Regions from separate parts of the Danio rerio genome. Here region 2 is linked to region 1. A link is a contact called in public HiChIP or PLAC-seq data. All regions are on one chromosome and are shown on one strand. The core of a region is the stretch at or near the end of the contact, and the rest is flanking DNA. Distances in the headings are between cores, read along the strand shown. Region 1 overlaps nck1b (NCK adaptor protein 1b). Region 2 overlaps nck1b (NCK adaptor protein 1b).

Evidence for each region. HiChIP or PLAC-seq counts read pairs in DNA pulled down with a chosen protein or histone mark.
Region 2: an H3K4me3 HiChIP or PLAC-seq map of embryo shows a contact between it and region 1, with 2.3 times the contacts expected there. The contact joins two enhancer-like sites. A contact is called at or near these places in 6 of 18 Hi-C or Micro-C datasets (caudal fin, embryo, fibroblasts and 3 more) and 2 of 4 datasets of contacts at active chromatin or transcription factors (caudal fin and embryo).

The regions. Positions count from the first base shown.
Region 1 is chr24:3,527,034-3,532,922 of GRCz12tu, reverse strand. nck1b (NCK adaptor protein 1b) reads left to right here. Exons shown (of 10, transcript XM_073941386.1): 10 at 1,212-2,338. The coding sequence ends at 1,412. Among named protein-coding and RNA genes, the nearest start is that of bdh1, 19 kb to the right of the region's middle. Within about 2 kb of position 2,807, at least 3 of the 62 cell types and tissues checked have an H3K27ac peak or open chromatin away from gene starts, as enhancers often do.
Region 2 is chr24:3,583,455-3,589,343 of GRCz12tu, reverse strand. The region is part of intron 6 of nck1b (NCK adaptor protein 1b); the gene reads left to right. Among named protein-coding and RNA genes, the nearest start is that of slc35g2b, 16 kb to the left of the region's middle. Within about 2 kb of position 3,018, at least 6 of the 62 cell types and tissues checked have an H3K27ac peak or open chromatin away from gene starts, as enhancers often do.

The DNA of each region.
Region 1 (5,889 bases), core at 1,558-4,057:
TATTGCAAAATTCTTCTGTTTAGAAAGCACCACGATTTTCATGGTGCCTCTTGCGAAGTTCTGATGTTGTTTATAAATTCCAGTGTTGATGTTGTACAACGAGGATGGTTTTCATGGCACGTTCAGTTTCCCAATGTGAACTGAACCAAGCTTCTTATTTTTTCTTACCAGTGCCAAATTTGTGTCCACAACCTACTAATCCACTAAACCAGAGATGCCCAAACTAGGGCTCACGAGCCAAAGTTGGCCCTTGTAACCTTTGATTTGGCCCACCATCCCATCAGAAAAAGGAGTGTGAATGATGGGCAGGGTTGGGGCGAATGATTTTTACAGAGATTGTCATTTCTAGTTTAAAGTAATCTTTTGTGAATGTTTGTTTTAATGCTGAGCTACAAAAAAGCCAACTAAAATTAAATGTTTAATTATAAAAACATAAATAAATACTTTGTAAAAATGTAATTACTATCATGCGACAAATAGAGGACAATGCAGAGGACATCTGCGAGCAAATCAAGGCAAAATCAGGTGCAGCCTGACTAGTGTATCTCCATTCTGTTATAAATGAGACTGTTTTACTGTAGTAAGTTCATTATAAAACAGAAAATAAATGTATACTGCATTAGTTAGTACAAAGCAATGTGTTTTAGTTATTTTTAAATACTATTTATTAAATTGGGAAGTAATTATGGCAGCTATATTTACCTATGACCCACTAGCCTCAATCTAGTTTGGTAACTCGATAAGAAATGTTTGGGCACCCCTGCACTAAACCTACTAAATGACCTACTAAACCTCAGGAGTTAGGGAGTTGATTGAGTTGCACCCACAATTTTAACAATTATTTAAACGCTTTGTTTGGCTGTTCATGTACACGAGATTTTTGGAGAGCCCTAAAAATGCTAACTTAGAAAAAAAGCCTTAACAAACTAACCAACATTGAAAACAATTGGCAGGGCATGCATAATACAGCACTTTTAGTCAGATCCGTGTAAACTAGAAAAAAAGGTTTGATCTTGTTTTTCACGTTAAAAGTGTGACACTTTGTCATCTGTATTTTTTCCATTTTTAGCATATAGCTGTGTGAATGTACCCTTAGATTCTCCTGGCTTATCAGTTCACTCATTTCGAACCGCTAATATTTCAACTATTGCTTTAACGAATTTGTCTAATTTGACAATTTGTCCCTCTCTCCTTGCATTTTATTTTTCTAGCCCAATGACTTTTCAATATCGCTGAAAGCTCAGTCCAAAAACAAGCATTTTAAAGTCCAGCTGAAGGACAACCTGTACTGCATCGGACAGCGCAAGTTTAACACAATGGAGGAGTTGGTGGAACACTACAAAAAGGCGCCCATCTTCACCAGTGAGCAGGGCGACAAACTCTACCTGGTCAAGGCTCTGGCTGCCTCCTGATCCCAGTAGAAAAAACACCAAGATAATAACAAGGACTACACTTCCAGAGAGATGGATAGAACGGGGATATCAAGCATTCCAAGAAAGGGAGGTACAGGGAGAGACTGACCAGATGGACTCCCGCTCATTCGCTCAGAAACTTTCATTGAGGGACTCGCCCAATGTATCAAAATACAGTATGTTTAGACCATAGGTGATGCATTGTATTTTGATGTCAACATGTATTAGGATTACAAAACTAGGTCTTTTTTTTTTGTTAATATATAAATATATATTCTTTTCATTGATTTCTAAAATGTATTGTTCATTTGTTCTTGAACTTCCCTGCCAATTTTTTTAACTGTCCTTTCGAGATTCTGCTGTTGAACTTCTTTCCAAAGGTCTCACATACTGTCTGTTACTGCCTGCATTGCCTGAACTACACAGACCTAATTGACGTAATCTGCTATATTTATTAGGAATCAATATCTCTGCTCCAACAATAAAAGCGAGCGAGCGATATCGTTTTGGGATTAAACTTAAACTGTAATCGAAAGTCGGAAGTCTTGCAGCTGCATGTTTCCGACCTGAAGCTAAGCCTGTAGTCTATATTTATGAAGAGTAAAGATCCGAAAGTTCTACGTCCAGAACAATCCGGATGCCAATTATTGCGGTTTGTCAGCAAGTTTTAAGAATGGAGTCCTAAATTTGTCATCTTGGAGCTGTCAGAATCCATGCTATGCCATAAATATGATCTGTCTCTGCTTTGGCTTAGCTGTGATTGATGTCTTCTGCTAGACATTTATGTGAATGAACGTGGGAGTTTCTTCATCTTCATTGGAGCCTTGCATTGCCATGACTGATGATTAAAGAAGATTAAACCACACTGGTGCACACAAAAGGTCTTTCATGATTTAATGTTTTACTAATAAAGCCTTCTTTCCTGATCAAGGCCACATTTCCTTTTGATGTAACCGGGGTGAATATTATGTGGTTTTCGTTATCATTGGTTGTGGAATATTGGTTTGAAGCTTCGTCAGGTGTTTGCCTTCTTCATTAGCTTGCTGACTTTCTCACATATTATAGTGTAGAGTATGAATGAAAGCGTGCCATCATGAAGGCAGCATTGTAAGCTCAGGTTTCAAGGAAGGATTGAATTCGCGATCAAGATCCAAAGTGCTGCTTCCCTGTAGTTTTCATCAGGTTATGATAAACGGTCAGAGATGTTCCACCGAGGATCAGATCTCTGCATGTAAAACTAAGTAGATAAGTATGTTTGGTGGATCGTGCAATGGGATAGACTCTTCCCTGGTCACGTCTCAGTTTTAAGTTGGAAAAACGTTCTTTTCTTATGACTCGTGAGGAGGGTGATGATCTGGGCTCTCCTCCAGGGGACCATCACCATGACCATGATTACTTCTCCAGCTGCTTGGAGTCAGAATGGGGTGAGAGTTAAGGAATGGGGATTTTTTTGGTGGGGAGTGTGTGGAAAACCTTTCAGAGTTTAGTTTAGAGATTTAGTTGTAATGTCGGAGTTCTGTCATTTAGTGTAAGTAAAGTTGTTCAAGACAGTGCTCCAAATTACACCCTAGATTAGGGCTTGGCAAACTTGGTCCTCGAGGACCATTGTCCTGCAGAGTTTTGCTTTGACACTATTCAAACACACCTGAACAAGATTATCCATGTTTTCAAGATCACTAGAAATCTACAGGCAGGTGAATTTGATTAGGGTTGAAGCTAAACTCCCAGTGCGTTCTAAACTAGATCTACCTCCCTCCAAAGGGCACTTCGGAGTGAACAAAAATCAAGGTCGCCATATTGAAGTGTCATTCTAAACCGAAGTGCTCAAAACTGGCCACTTTGAAGGGTCATTTGAAATGAAGGATTTTGAGAAATACAGCTGATGGACACTTTCGGCCATGATTTTTTGAGCAGGGAAGCTGTTTGGTGTTACACACTGCACTAAATTTGGAATGGCTTATCCCTATGTTTAGATTTTTTTCAGAGGGACCCTACAAAGGGATTAGGGCATAGGGATGAGCCCTTCCAAATGGAACCTGCCCTCTATCCCTCCAGGACCGACTTTGCCCATCCCTGGCCTAGAACCTCGCAGTCTTTCTTTTAAACCATATGCGATACCCTGCAATTTTGTGAACTTAACACATTCATTCTTAGGGCTCATTCACACAGAACGTGTCAAAAACGCAAGACAGGTTGCTTTCAGAATGGTTTGAAAAAAATGCGCAGCATAAATCTTAAAGGTATTCACACACAGAGCCTGTAAACAGACTGTTGTACACAAGCCAATAATACTTTGAACTAATGACTTTTCAAAGCTTCGAAGCAATTGAACCTTGTTTCAAAGCGTTCAAACAGCACATGCTAAAGACACCTGCTGGTCAAAACTGTGTAAATGCAACAAAAACTCAAGGATTAGAATTGGATTTTCAAACAAATGTACTTTGTAACTTGTAAATGCACTTAGCTTATCTAATACCATCAAATATCATGTATTTACTTATAGTTTTCTTTTATACATTTTCAAGGCTTATCGTTTGTTCCATGGGCTGTTCTAATCAGGCCAACAAAAGACTACAAGAAACTAATGTTTATTTTCCGTTTACAAATGTCTCACTAATAGTCATACAAACTTATGAAACTGAATCGAGACCAGTTTAGAGATTCACCTCTGGAGGGGGCGATCTTAGTGAATCCACCTGATTCGAGTGATTTTTTTTTTTTTTTTTTTTTTTTTTTTTGTGTGTTACATAGAATTGATCGCCCCAAAGTGGAGAACCGTTGAGTTTGTGAAAGGTTAAGAAACTATAATGATGTAAAAGCGCATTCAATGTGATCGGCCTCTTAGCTGTTTTGTTTTGTTTTGTGTTTTATATATATATATATATAGATGGACACCACTGCAGAATGTCAGTGTTGAAGTGTTGTCATCTCTGCATCTCTTTTAACCGTAAAACCTACTGATCAAAAGTACATCAACTCTGTTTTTATGGTTTAATTACATATCGTAAACCTTGACTAAAGTGAGTAGACCTGGTTATGAATATAAACGTATAAGTGTGCAGAAGGCTGCTAGATCTTTAGTTTATTATTAGATAACTAAGAGTTGAAAGTGGTTATTAATCTGATATACAATAGTTCATTTTGACCCTTTTTCTTTTATTTGTGCCAGGATGATCCATTTGCACATGACATATTGACCTTATTCTAAAATGCGGAAGTGCGCCTGTTTTCGTGATTGTTTTCGAACTTCAGATTCAGTCGCCCATGGGAGAAATGACTAGGAATAATAAACAGCAGAAAACGGTCAAACTACTTGCTCTACAAACAAATGTTTGCATGACTACACAGACCAAGTAGAAATTTACAATAAGAAAATATCAGTTTGCAACGTCAAACAGCAAAACGATAAGTTTTTAATGTCTAAAAATGAATGGAAGTGAATGAGACGGGAAGTCTCGAGCCAAAAAGATTCAAATGGCTGCGCCCACTCGTCGGCTAAGAATAAGGTGAATAGCCTAAATGAATTATCACATGGCTAATGCTTTGTTATAATGCTACAGCCTTTTTTCTTGGCAAATTTAGTAAATTTTTTTGGATGAAATATGAGCAAAATGAGAAATATATGGAGGTCATGTGCACCATCGTCCTTTTACGAACTTTCAAGAGGGAGGAAAGATTGTGCAACTCAATTTTGTTACAAAACAGTAATGCCACTTTCAGACCTTTGAAAGTGGGTGTAGTAGGTTTAACAGGCTGAATTGGTCATTTTTAACCCCAAACCTTATTTTGTCTAGATGATACGTGAACCATTTCTTTAGATGTGCCTGGAGGTGCTGGGAAAATGAGAGTTTTTGCTCAAAATCTCCACAAAAATAATATGATACTATTACTCATGTCTGTGCATTCGGAGCATAGTGGTCTGTACAAAGGAATAAATCAACAAACAAACGTTCACATCTCTCTTATGTCATGACAAATTTTGGTGTAACACAAGAAGGTATAAATATTTAAGGTTTAGCATGTGAGTGAATGTCATGTGAAATGCTAACCTGCGTGATTTGTGGTCCACTGCTATGGATGCTGACATATAACGAAGACGTGCTGGAAAACCATAATGAAAAAATGGGTATTAATATGCATGCTGAATCAATGGAAACATGTCAGATATAGTAAGGGAAAGGACCTGATTGAGAACAGCAGGGGTTTGGTGTGATCATAATGACCATTAGTTCCCTAAACACAAATGTACTGTCCGTGATTTCACAATGAAAGTCAGTGGAAATCCCTGAAATACCCGATGTGGTTGACCGTATACTGAATGTCTGATTGCAACATTGGTTATATAAAATGTATGTAGTCTGAAACTAAATGTAGCGGTTTCATCATGAATGTTCTGAATCTCTCTTAAAACATATCTTATAGGGTAATTGCATAATGTGTAAATAAAAACATGCTAATTACACTTCTTAATTATACT
Region 2 (5,889 bases), core at 1,769-4,268, 56 kb before region 1:
ATCAGTCAAGGGTAAGAAGACAGATATGTATGTGAGTTTAATGTAATTGTAGCGTGTAGATAGCTGAAGCTGTAAATCCGACGGTCGCTCGTTTGATTAAATTACCATTATAACGACAGAATTAAATAAGAAAGGAAATCATCTAAAAAACAATGTGTCACGGGGAAATCAGTGTAACAGTGAAGGGATTGTGTGAAGGCTGTGGTCAGGCCTCTCATTTGCTGTGATTACAGGACAAACTGCATTGCATTCATAAACTCAGGAGGAAAATGTTGGGATAATTCTGTATAAAAGCACGAATTATACATAAAATGATGTGTTAAATAAATTCAGCAGGTCTTTGTGGTGTTTACATTGAAGTATCTGTTCTCAATGCAGTGTTGTTAGCATTATAGTAGTCTTTGTTAAAGCAAAAAGCCTCCAAACTGCTCGTATTGTCTATTTAATGTGGTTATGGTTTTTGACTTTGACATCATCTGTTATATGGGATCTCCTTATTAGTGTCTGATTTAGGGTCATGGTTTGTTTCTGCTTGTTCATATTGTATGCAACAGTTATTATCAACATGCATTTGAGCAAGCTACCTCATTTATTGGCTGTTTACTCGACGTGAAATGCTACAGTAGTTTGTGCTCTCATGCATCACTTCAGCATATAATGGTATTTTATAAGTCAGATTTGCTCTCTGGATTGTAATAGTACAGTACCTCAGGTTTGGTCTTGCATTATTTTAACGTTGAGCTGTGAGTTATGATCGAATTGTGTGATATTTCTCAGCAAGTGCAGAAGTATTCACTCAGATCAAGCTGAAAGTATATTTTGTGTGTGGTGTGTGTGCTTGAAGTAATGTAAAATGAATCATGAAAAGTTGAAGTTAAGACATTTGAATGAGGTTTAGTTGTGTACTCGATATTTTGTACCAGCATTGCTTGTATCTTTTCTATTATTATTGTTTGTAAGCATCATGAGGTAGAACAGAAATCACATTATTGAGATAAAGCTGCTTTTATACTTGCACATTCTGACTTTCTCCTTAATAATGTAATTTCAGAAAAGTATTGTTTATAAATTCTAAATAGTGAAATCATATTAGCAGCCAATGACTATTCAATTACAGCATTGTTCACAGTCAAATAAATAGTGCTAATGTTGTTTTCAAGTCATACTTGCATGTGATTCCAGACTGAATATTTAAAGTACCATAGTAAACAATATAGGGAGCCTGTCACAAGTAATCAATGAACGAATGCGAATATCAAACCGACTTCACCTCAATATCAGAAATGTATTTTTCTTTTGTTTTCTTTAACCTTTTTAGGGTGTTTTTTTCTTAAATTAAGATATGTTTAGTAAACTGACATAACATTAGATGAACACATGAGATGTGCATTGTAATAAGATATGTATTGTCTTACAGTTGGGTTAAAAAAACGCTTGGTATAAGCTCACGTTAAGATACAATGCCATCTCACTTTGAAATATTTAACAAAGTAATAATAAAACAGAGAGCTGCACCTTTTGTTTTTGTTCTCATAGCCATAAAATAATACAGAATGTTGAGGTTTTGTTCAAATTCAGGACTGGTACGAGATTTGTTTTCTTTTAAAGAGGTGGTCCATAGTGTATTTTTAAGGCTTGGTTGTGTTTATAAAATGCAAAGCAATGTGTGCTCATGCTTCACTTGTCGAAAGTCACGTTATTATATCATAAATCTTACTTTGATTATATACAGCTACTCAGCTAACATGAAAGCGGCTGTCATATTTCCTAGTTCCTCTGAAAGGTCCACCCTCAAGACAAGAGGCTTTCGTCAGCTAACATAATGTGCTGTGAATCGCGGATTGACTCCATGTCACCAGGAAAAACATCATGGGCCTTCAAGCACGTCAGTCAGAGTTAGGCATGGGCCAGTATAAGATTCTGATGGTAACAAAACCTTAGATAAAAATATTATGGTATTGTGATCACTGCTCTAAATATATTATTTTTAAATGTCTGGGTTAAAAACAACTTTTTCCTCTTTGAACACAATATATTTTATTTTGAGAAATATTTATGATATTTTGGAGCGGTAACTGTGTCAGGCTAAATAATGAAAATGAATCATTGACTTCTGCTGTCTTCATCAGTTTCAAAAAGATTTCTTTACAATTTACAATGACAAAATGACAATTTAAATCTTTAGAGATCTTTTCTGCTGGAGACACTGTTGCCCTATAAAAAATAAAATAAAAAGTGTAAATAAAAAAAAATCGTACACATACCTTAGCAACGGTATTACAGAAAATTTTGGCGATTTTAAAACCTTGACTTTTCCAAACCGTGGTATACCTTGAAAACGGTTATCGTCCCATGCCTAATACTGTATTACTCTATTCATTTTTTTGCTTTTCACACACACTCATTCATCCACACCTGCTCCAGCCAGTGACTCAGCTGCTAATTTACCCTCTTCTGCGCCCATCAGTCGGTGTATTTAGTGTTTATCTGGTGGCCTGTGTGTATGCCTGAGCTTGGCATTATCTGAATTACAGGGATGAACAGTCTGTTATTTGATTCTGTCGTCTAAGAAACCCAGTATTCAGCGTCTGGGATGTACAGTAGCCAAGCAACTTTTTTTTTTTCTTTCTCTCTCTATTTTTCCATGACCTCACATTTGTGTGTTATGAATGTTTTTGGGGCCCGGGGCCTGTTGCAGCTGGTGCACAGTGTAGTTTCTGTAATTATTGTCACACTGACAGGTCTCTACGCAGCCTCTCATTAAGTTAAAAAAGGAGAGAGCAAACTCAAATGAATGAGTGAGAGACATTTTGTCTTGGGCCCCCAGATCCCGCTGAGATGAGGGGCCCGTGATCAAGGAAAAATAGTGAAAGCGGCTATTTATATTTAGCTATTTCCTCCATGAGAGAGTCACCCTATGAGCGGGACTCACAGAAATTGGACTGTGTTTCTGCGGTCTGCGGGGGACTCCTCTTTTTCTTCACCCCAGGTCCCCAAATGTGCCTCTTGAAGCACAGTGAAATCATTCAGTCCTGCGACCCCCAGCTCTCAGAGCAGCACCTGCTGTTCAGGCGCCTGCAGTGACGTGGCATTGATTTGCCGCACGCGTCCGTCTTTCACTGCTTTTGTTCCAGCAGTCAGCCAAAAGCTACTGCAGTGTTGCGTTTCTGGGCTTTTCAGATCACTTAGACTGTGCTTGGCTTGATATTTGCTTATTCTTTGACCTGCTTTTTCTTTGACTTTTAATAAATATGTATATACAGTTGAAGTCAGAATTATTGGCCCCCCTGAATTATTAGAACCCGTTATTTTTTCCCCAATTTCTGTTCAACAGAGAGCAGATTTCTTCAACACATTCATTCATTCATTCATTTTCTTGTCGGCTTAGTCCCTTTATTAATCTGGGGTCGCCACAGCGGAATGAACCGCCAACTTATCCAGCAAGTTTTTACGCAGCGGATGCCCTTCCAGCTGCAACCCATCTCTGGGAATTCTTCAACACATTTCCAAACATAATAGTTTTAACAACTCATCTTTAATAACTGATTTGTTTTATCTTTGCCATGATGACAGCTCATAATATTTTACTAGATATTTTTCAAGACACTTCTATACAGCTTAAAGTGACTTTTAAAGGCTGAACTAGGTTAATTAGGTGAACTAGGCAGGTTATCATAATTAGGCAAGTTATTGTATAATGATGGTTTGTTCTGTAGACTATCGATAAAAAAGTTAGCTTAAAGGGGCTAATAATTTTGTCCTTAAAATGGTGTTTAAAAAATTAATAACTGCTTTTATTCTAGCCAAAATAAAACAAATAAGACCTTTTCCAGAAGAAAAAACATTATCAGCAATGCCGTGAATGCCGTTTCCTAGCTCTGTTAAATATAATATGTGAAATATTAAAAAAAGCAACAAAAATTCAAAGGGGGGCAAATAATTCTGCCTTCAACTATACACACACACACACACACACACTCCGTTTAATGGAGTTTTTTTTCAACACATTTCTAAACAAAATAGTTTCAATAAATAAATTCTAATAACTGATTTCTATTGAAATATTAACAGTACATAATATTTGACTAGATCTTTTTTTCAAGATACTAGTATTCAGCTTAAAGTGACATTTAAAGGCTTAGTTAGTTAAATTAGGCAAGTTAGGGTAGTTAGGCAATTTGGTTAGTTCTGTAAAAAATAAAAAAAATTAGCTTGAGGGTATAATAATATTAACCTAGCCAAAATAAAACAAATAAGACTTTCTCCAGAAGAAAAAATAATACAGGAAATACTTGAAAAAATTTCTTGCTCGGATAAACATCATTCATTTTCTTTTCGGTTTAGTTCCTTTACAGAGTTCACCATAGCGGAATGAACCACCAACTTATCCAGCATATGTTTTACATGGCAGATGCCCTTCCAGGTGCAAATCACACAGGGAAAAATGATTGAACACCTGAAAAAGGGGGATGTAGAAAAGCAGTGAAAGTCCAGACAGCAGTTCAAATCTCTGTCGTTCTTCAGCAACCCTCTGCTCTTCGTCATTATAAATTAATATTTGCAACTTTAGTACAACATCCACATTTGAAGGAGGATGAAGATGAAACCAGAGTGGACATTTTAGCAAGACAATGATCCAAAACACAGCCTAGTAGACTGTCAAATGCTTTCAGAGAAAACAAATCAAGCTGTAGAATGACCCACCCAATCACCTGATCTCAATCCAATAGAAAATACAAATTTTAAAGTAAAATTCACGTGGCTTCATTCTCTACACGAGAGGCGTTTGTGATCACCAAAAAAGCCTTTTATATAAAGTATTGAATACGTTTCAGTACGTTATTCCATTGTTATTACACAACAATTTTTTTTTTAGATTATTTTTTGCTTTATTTTTATGTTTGTATTGTTTGGGTTTTTACCTACATCTGGTTTAATTCCATGTCAACAGCTCCCATAGAAATATTATTCCCATGAAAAAACATGATGTGTTCAATACTTATTTTCCCGCTGTATTGATTATTGTGACAGACCTAGCAGCCACTAATGCAAATTAATATTTTACAATTGTACCGAAAGATATTTTCATATTAAAACACAGCATTTTAATTTTGATACGTCCAGTGTTCATGTATATTCAGCACAATCTAAGCCTTTAGGAATTCTATTATTGGTGGTCATTAATGAAATAATGGTGAACCATCACAAATAGTTCAACGTGTAGGAAACTCTGATGGGTTAGTTTCTGTAATGACTTGAAGTACAAATTATGTAAATGTGAAACGGGACCTTTAAAAGTGCTACCGATATTTTAATGAGTGTGTAGATGTCTTGAAATATTAGGTAATGTGTGTTAATTATGTACAGTAGAACTGAAGGCTTGCATTGGATTGGCCCATGACGTGTGTTTACTAAAAATTAACAACAAGTGTAAATCTTTGTAAAGATGGCAGTATTATGCATCAGGAAACTGCTGCAGTACTCAAATCTGTCCTCATTTACCCAACACGTGTTTCTGTTCTCTGTTTCACTGTAATGGTGTTTGCTTGAGTAAGCTCATATAGTTAAACCTGCTCAAGCACAACACAGTGAGGTCACAAGGGGGAAACTCCTATTTGTGTTTGACCACTTTATTTGATGCATTTTGTGATATTAAATCAATCAAACTGGAAGTTGACAGTTTGTTGATTATTGTTTTAATTACTTGACATTTTTTCCCCAGAAGCAGGAAACACTTTAAAAATATTTATTGTATGAAAACTACTTAATTTGTGTTTTTTCTTTACTGTTCTTAAAGGAAAAGTTCACCTAAAAAAACTTAATTTGTCATCATTTACACTGTAAAAAATCCCTTCGTGTCAACCTAATGGCTTTCGACTAAGTTAACTC